Linked DNA regions of Danio rerio: region 2 is linked to region 1. The links are chromatin contacts, called in public Hi-C maps. All regions are on one chromosome and are shown on one strand. The core of a region is the stretch at or near the end of the contact, and the rest is flanking DNA. Distances in the headings are between cores, read along the strand shown. Region 1 holds the start of dynlrb2 (dynein light chain roadblock-type 2). Region 2 holds the start of hexa (hexosaminidase A (alpha polypeptide)).

Evidence for each region. A called contact is a pair of places that touch in the nucleus more often than the background predicts.
Region 2: a contact with region 1 is called in a Hi-C map of hematopoietic stem cells, with 3 times the contacts expected there. The contact joins the promoter of hexa here to the promoter of dynlrb2 in region 1. A contact is called at or near these places in 2 of 18 Hi-C or Micro-C datasets (caudal fin and hematopoietic stem cells).

Annotation. Positions count from the first base shown.
Region 1 is chr25:23,116,655-23,121,195 of GRCz12tu, reverse strand. It overlaps dynlrb2 (dynein light chain roadblock-type 2), which reads right to left and starts at 1,847. Exons shown (of 4, transcript NM_001303032.1): 1 at 1,798-1,847; 2 at 1,630-1,705. The coding sequence starts at 1,800. fbxo31 (F-box protein 31) reads left to right here and starts at 2,738. Exons shown (of 10, transcript XM_073943143.1): 1 at 2,738-3,174. The coding sequence starts at 2,754.
Region 2 is chr25:23,420,542-23,424,667 of GRCz12tu, reverse strand. hexa (hexosaminidase A (alpha polypeptide)) reads right to left here and starts at 2,133. Exons shown (of 14, transcript NM_001017763.1): 1 at 1,769-2,133. The coding sequence starts at 2,024.

The sequences.
Region 1 (4,541 bases), core at 598-3,097:
CACCGTGACTCCCTTGTAATATTTAATAATATTTAACACAATACTAATTATACAGGCACAATGACAATAACAGCAATAGTAAATTAATTATTATTAAAAATCATAGCAATGATAATTTGTACTTTTTTGTACTTTATATATTTATAATTTTGTAGTTTATATATTTTTAAAATGTATCATTTATTTTTTGCAACAGAAACAACAAGTTTACATTAGATTTATTTTCCTTTCTGAAACCACCAGTTTGTCTTCCTCTCCATTTGTGACAATTCTTTTATATTAAAGTTATTACTTTATAATAAGAGATATAATAATTACTTAAATCTAACAATGCTATTCAATTGCTATGATTTATATTTTATTTATATACAATTTAGCCTACCCAATTCACCTGTACCGCATGTCTTTGGACTGTAGGGGAAGCCGGAGCACCCGGAGGAAACCCAAGCGAACGCAGGGAGCAGGGCCGGAGTGGGATTCCTTTTCAGCCCTGGAGTTTCAAGCCTCAGACCAGCCCACCTCAGTTCACGACTGACTATATTAAAATAAGGTCATTTCCAAATCAGTTTCTAATGACACTATCACGTCTTTTTTTGAGAAAACAGCTGCTTTAGAACTTTAAATGTTCAACAACCCTAACAGTATTACCTGTCTTAACAATAAAAATGAAAACAATAAGTTACTCTAACGAGGATCGAACCCGGGTCCGCGGCGTCTTTTTCTAACGCGCTAACCTCTGGACAAAGGCTGTGGTCAAGTAAATAAATAAATTTGAAAAGTGTGACTGCTGAGAGCAACAGATTCTGCAGCTTGGGACACCGGCCCTCGCGGCCAAAAAACGGACCGGCCCACCGGGAATTCTCCCGGTCCTCCCGATTAGCCAATCCGGGCCTGGCAGGGAGAACATGCAAACTTCACACAGAAACGCCAACTGACCCAGCCGAGGCTCGAACCTGCGACCTAGCGACCTTCTTGCTGTGAGGCGACAGCACCAACTGCACCACTGCATCACCATTATTATTTTTATAAAATAATAATAATAAAATCTGAACATTAATAACTCTATTATTGTTGTTATTCATATTAATACTACTTCTATCACTACTACTACTAATAGTAATGCAATACTTATAATTTTTTTATTATTATAGAAATATAGAAAGAAAATTAATTAAAGCAATATTAATTTTTTTATTGATTATAATTATAGATTGAATAATATAAATATTAGAATAGCAGATTATCCTATGAGTCCTACAGTGTATCCTTATATTATATTATATTATATTTTATTATATTATATTATATTATAATAATATTCTTCATTCTTTTTCTTGTCGGCTTAGTCCCTTTATAAATCCGGGGTTGCAACAGCGGAATGGACCGCCAACTTATCCAGCACGTTTTTACGCAGTGGATGCCCTTCCAGCTGCAACCCATCTTTGGGAAAGTATTATATTATATTATATTATATTATATTATATTATATTATATTATATTATATTATATTATATTGCATTATATATTGTATTATATTATATTATATATACCAGCTTAACATATGTAACGTTAGAGCTGTGGAGAATATTACAGTTAATTTACTACTGTAACGTTAAATGCTTAACGTACCTTCTCCGTTAACCACTATTGTCCCAATAACACCATGTTGGGCCTGAATCCTCTTTAAAGTGTCTTCGACTTCAGCCTGGACAAATAAGAGTACAGTATAAATGAAGAAAACCGCCATTATTCATTATTATTGAAAGCTAAACTCGAAGAAAAAAACATAAAGTTTACCATGTCGCTCAGATCAGGTGTACTTCTTCCGCCGTGTGTCCTTGTTGCTGTGGAAACGAAAGTAAATGAAGTGGTAACATGATCATCGTGAAGTCCTTCGTTTTTAACTTGCTTATATATTTTTTGTATATCTTATATTATTTTTGTTAAACTTTCTGAGCAAATTGACAGTCAGGAAAATGACATTAGCATGCAGCTAAATCTTTTTAGTACTTTTCTCAGCGAAGATCAAAACAGACCACAGACTGTAAAATAGAGTAACAGACCAACAGTCTTTTGTAGTTAAACAATATTTAATTGTCGTACAAGTAATGTTTAGTGATATGTTTATTACTAAATAATGTTTGTAATATGTTAATGTGTTTTAAAATAAAGCAAAATAACAATTTAATACACAAACTTGAAAAATAAAAATAAAACAAATGTATTTATCTTGAATTAGCCTTTAGCACTCTATACGTAAAGGTAATTAAAATTGATTATACATTATTTTACCATGACTGATTATAGAAAATAATGTAATAATAAACATTAAAAACTTATTTGTCATCTATTTTCAATTGTATTAAATTTATTATGAAAAACTGTCCTATTTATCACAGCATTTTACTGAATAAATCTTGCATTACGGTTTAATTCACGCACACAAACTCCCTCAGTAGCAGTTGCTAATATCTAACCAGCAGATGTCGCTATCATGCGGGTACTTGGTATTTCGCTTTCGAAACCAAAAATCACCTGCACAATATTCTTTCATTTTATATTCTTATTTCATCATCTGAATGTAGCCTTAACTTAAATGCAAACACAAATGTACAAACAGAAATGCGCATTATTGCTAACACTGACGTCAAAACGCGATGTCGTCACGGGGAGACTTGTGTCACGTAACTGACGCAGACGCCAGAGGAGCGGAGTGCAGGTGACAGCAGCTGTTGTTGTGCGGTGATGATGTAATGCTGCTCCGGATGGCGGTGTGCGCCAGGCTCTGTGGAGTGGGGCAGTCCCGGAGGTGCAGGCGGCGGCAGCGGCACAGCCAGGCGGACCAGGACAGCGACTCCGACATGGAGATGGAGGAGGGGGAGGAAGAAGAGAGGGTGGTGGGCAAAGCGAAAGATGAGCCTGACGGCAGCGGTATCGGCGGCGGCTGTCATAGCAGCTGCGGCGCAGGGCCTAGTGGAGCCGGTTCCGGAGCCTCGGCCTCGGGCTCCGCAGGGCCGCCACACCCGCAGTCTCTGCTGGATCTGCCGCCCGAGCTGCTCGTGGAGATCTTTGCGTCTCTGCCCGGCATCGCGCTGCCCAACCTGGCGCTGGTGTGCAAGAAATTCAGGCAGATCCTGAACACGGAAACCATCTGGAGGAGGAGATGCACTGAGGGTAATAGCGACGAGTACATCATTTCGGTTTCATAAAGCGACTTTCTGCTTTATAGATCATATTGTGGGTGAAGTTGGTTTAATAGCTATTAGGATTTTCTCCCTAATAATATAACATTACTTTAAGAAAAGAATAATTTGCTAATTTTAAATAGGAAAATAAAATTAGCAGCCAATGAATATTAAAGTACAATATGGTCACAGGCAATTAAAATAGTGCTCTTTTTAAAGTCATACTTAAATGCGATTTAGACCCAATTTGAGTGTTGTAAACAGTGCAAGGAGCGTAAAATGAACAAATGTAAAACCAACTTTACCTCAATTAGACCACGTTCATTGCGAGTTGTGCTGTTATCATAAAGATACCGTTCATACACGACGAGCCATTAGCATAAACTCAGACAGGCACACACACACACACAGAGCTCATAAACATACACACACATGTTGGTTTCTGTGGTTTTCGCGGACTCTCTATAGGCTTAACGCTTTTTATACAGTAAAATCACTTATTACATGGTGTCAAAATTCCCATAAACCTTTACAGTAAACCTGTGGCAAATATTGAATGTGAAAAGCATGTTTTGGGTCATAAACCACCCCAATGTTGTAATAGCTTGGTCATAACCAGGGCCAGATAGAATCTGCGAACATTTTTTGCTATTTTTGCACAGAATTTTGTAAAAAATCAGAGAATTTATGCAGAATGATTTTGGGACTATCATATATAAAAACGTAATACAACAAAATAATAATAATAATAATACCTTATTAACTTGTATTTAATGTTCTCAATTAGGGTTGGGTTGATAGACGATGGCCGATAGACATCACGATGCTGAGCCAGTATCACGATCCTCCGCCTGCCCGCCCTGCCATCTCCGGGCACTATACCGCTGAAAACACACATCATGTGACCACAAACACTCTGGCATGAACTGCAGTGTTTGCGCACGTTTGAACTCCAGCAGTCAGCGGGTGCTTTGAACACAAAACATCAGAGAGCAGTGCATGTCGGACACTTTATTAAGAATGTGCCACTCGTGTCTCATTATAGTTGTTAAAGGTGATATTTAATTAATCTTGTCTCTATCTAACGATTCTTCAGTCTTTTGAATCTATCAGGTAACGTGTCACAGCGGCAGTACACTGCTTCAATTATTCACTTTCACGTTTGTACTTAGTAATTTTAGCGAAAACCTCAGATACAGTTGGTTGGTTCCTGTTGGTTGTGCACCTTTTTTACCATCTATGTATGTATGTCAACGCCATTATAACAACACAGATCACTCTGCCTGTTCATGCCAGAGTCTTGCGGAAAAACTGATTGACGGGTGGTGATCTGTGTGTAACTTATCTTTATTTATT
Region 2 (4,126 bases), core at 884-3,383, 300 kb before region 1:
TTAAGCCTATACGCTATAGAATTTCAATACTGGTCATTATGGTGCTACTTGGGAATTTTTTTGCTGAGGTGGTACTTGGTGGAAAAAAGTTTGAGAACCACTGACCTAGCCTATATAAATGACAATAATAAAACATTGTTACTTTTAAAAATGTACACTTAGTAACACAACTGGTTAACATTTTTTGGGGGGTGAGTAACTAAATATTGTAATGGACTACTTTCAGAAATAACTTTCCCCAAGATATTATATTATAATCATATAGTCCATATAAATAATAATAATAATATATTGTAAGGACAATTATAAAAAACGTTTTGATCCACTTCAAATCTTGACTACTGTATACACTCACCAGCACACTTATTAGGTAATCAGCCTATCACATGACACAGCAACTCAATGCATATAGCAGTTCAAACCAAGCATCAGAATGGGGAAGAATGTGTGTAGCATGGTTGTTGGTGCCAGATGGGCTGGTCTGGGTATTTCAGAAACTGCTGATCTACTGGGATTTTCTCTTCAGACAATGGTCTGAAAATATCCAAATCCAGTGAGCGGGTCAGGTTATAGTAATAGTGTGGGGGATATTTTCTTGGGCACACTTTGGACCCATTAATACAAATTGACAAAATGTCAATATCAGTGGCGTAGCGGACGGGCCCGCAGGGCACGCACCGCGGGGGGGCCCCGCGTAATTAGGGGGCCCCGCGTCGTCGCGATTTTCAAAAAACTGTTGGGAACAACTGTGGTCGGAACCAAAGTTCACAGGTCTGTGTTCTCTGAACACCTCTAAAGCGGTGGACTACTTCATTCTGATTGCTTGCCGCCAATGTTGCCAACTTAGCGACTTTGTCACTAGATTTAGCGACTTTTCAGACCCCCCTAGCGACAAATCTAGCGACTTTTTTGTGTGTTATTGGAGATTTTTTTAGACTGTCATTTGTCCATACTGTACCGTCCCTACTCTTCTCAACGAGCTGCGTGTGATGCCGCCGGCCCCTCCCCCGCCTCACAGCACTGACAGGCGGCCCAGTCAGTCCTCTACAGCAGCCTCTCCCACCTGCAGCCCGAGAGCAGATCACCCCTCTGCGTACCGACGACAAATGATTTAGCACAGGCAGTGTGAAGGTATTTCGCTTGTACAGTCAAACCGATCTACTTCTACTTTATTTTAACAATTTAATTGGACCGTTTATTCTTTTCTTGTTCACAATCACAGATATTTTAGTGACAGTTTCTGAACTTGTCTGAGTTTATTTCATATGAGAGATTACTGCACATTCACTAACGTTACACATCTATAATGATATACTGTATTCAAACAGCAATAAATTTAGTTAAATAAACATGCTTATATGTAGTGCAATTATAAATACCCCTTTATTAACCATAGGCTGTTAAACAGAAACGGTAGAACGTGATGACGTCAGTGATATGCAAATTGACGTATGACGTATCCAACCCCCCCCCCCCCCTTCATCAGGGGGCCCCGTCAGCGATCCCTGCAGGGGGGCCTCCGCATTTTGCGCTACGCCACTGGTCAATATGGACCAGAATCTCTAAGGAATATTTCCAGTACCTTGTTGAATCCATGCCACGAATGATTAAGGCAGTTCTGAAGGCAAAAGGGGGTCCAACCCGGTAGTAACGTTAGTAAGCACCTGAGAAAGTGGCCGGTGAGTATATTTAGGTATGTTAAAGTCTTGTTTACTACACGGAAGTACATCTGTTTGTTTATTTTTTTATTCCACAAAACAAGACTAACCTTTAGTAAAGTCGGGGAATATGATGGAGAAGTATCTTTTGAAGGCAGTGTCCAGCACGGAGCATCCCGCCTGTGCAGCGGAGTCCTGGCTGTATGTGAAAGTGAAGAGCTGCGGGCTCAGCCCGGAGCTTTCAGCAGACTGTTGGATCTCCTGAGGCAACGGCCAAACTCCACACACCCGCTCCACAAACTGACTGACAAACACAACTGACAGCAGGCAGCAGCAGAAACGAGGAGACTTTGCGATCCTGGCCATGTTACGGGGACTGTAGCCGTGTTTCTGCGTGTTGTCGGACAGCAGGTTCAAGCGGCACAATGAAAACTGAAAATGCGCTGAAACTGTAAAAAACGCGCATCATATGACTGAGCACCAGTGTTTCTGTTGTTCAGCTGACCCGAGCTGAGGAGCGAAGACGATCATTGGCTCAGCCTCAGTCAAAGTCCCTTTCATTGGCTCGGGCATAGTCACATGGTCTACTTTCAGAATGAAAAGGAAATAACATTTTTAAATGCTTTAAATAACAAACCAAAATACCGAGTAACGTTAACAATAGTAGAACAAAAAATTTATTTTGAATACGTAATTTTTGGGTATTTTAATTATGATAATCTGAATAGTGAAGTCTTTGTTTATCTATTTATGTCTATTTACGTCTACAATCGCTGTCTTTTTAATAAAAATACTTCATGAAGAGAGTAAACGAACATATTTAACACCACGCTGTTTATTACAAACATGTGACCAATCTAATAAATAATACTTAAATTATAAGAATAACAAAATAAGAAATACAAATACTAAATAGAATACAATACAAGAGAGAAAAGGGAAAAAAAACACCAGCTATGTATGATATAATCATGAAGGTAAAGTTTTTTCATGTTAGTTTTTTGATAATATCTATTTTTAAAAATTCAGTTCAATAACAAAAAAATGAGGCAGACAATGTTAAATTATATAAAACAACAAAAAGAAAACACACAATGTAAACAAGTATAGGCTGTATTACAACATTATAAAGTAATAACAAACATTTTGGGTAATTACGTGAATTTGAAAATCAATACAATTCTTTTATTCATTTATTTTCCTTCAGCTTAGTCCCTTTATTCATCAGGGTTGCCACAGCAAAATAAACCGCCAACCTATCCAGCATGTTTTACACAGCGGATGCCCTTTCAGCTACAACCCAGCACTGGGACACATCTATACACACTCATTCACACACAAACACTACGGCCAATTAATTTATTCAATTCACCTAAGTCTAACTGGAGCAGGAAACTGGAAATTTTGTCAAAGCAGCTTAACATAGAAGTTCTAAATTGAAACAGTGTCAGTCCAGTTTTCAGAGTTGAAGTTCAGTTTAGTTCAGTTCAGCAATTTTCACTGCTGAAAGTCTGAACACTGAAAACTACAGGTAAGTTATGTACAAAACAAAATGTGACCAGTAAATGCTTGTTCATGAAAATTGCTAAAGCATGAATAAATTAAATGTTATGTAATTTTTTTAATCAAATATATGGAACAAGAATAAACATATTTTTAGATTAGGCTAAAAAAGACTCCAAAATGTTTTGGGTTGAATATAACAGAATTAAAAACATTTAACCCATCATCAAGTTCAACAAGAACAAGAAAGTTAACAAGAACTTTTTTGCGAGATTTGTTTTACTCCAAATGAAAACATGGCACTTATTTTATTATTAATTAGAGAAGAAAAGAAATATGTTGTTCTCGAGGGACGACTTTACTTAATCAATTTTATCCTTGATTAGAAAGAAATCTGGCTAACCATGAATTATATGCAGTTTCTGTTAAAAGTTATACAATTTGTTTTGACATTAGCATTAGTCTTTTGGAGATTTCGATTCCCAATGACCATGTTTTTAACAGCAGTTTTATGCAAAGTGGATTGTTATTTTTATCACATTTAGACAGATTCAGTTGTATCTACATCACTCCAGGCCTGTAGCCAGATTATTGAAAAGGGTGGTACTTTTATTTTAAAAAGTCAATAGTATGGATGCAACCTACAGTATATGATGCAAACTGAGACTGCATCTCTCAGCAATGCAATGTTAGACACAATGCAGTCAATGGAGCTAGGGACGTCACTGTGAGGGTTAGGGGTGGGGTTAGGTGGGCCTATTCAAAAGCAGTGCATGCACCTCAGATTTCATCTGCTCCAGGTCTGCAGCCAGTCCCCTCTCCAAAAAGTGGACATTTTTGTAGGTATTGATCTTATTCATTCATTCATTTTCTTTTCGGCTTAGTGCCTTCATTAATCTGGGATCGCCACAGCAGAATGAACCGCCAACTTATCCAGCACATGTTTTATGCAGCGGATGCCCTTC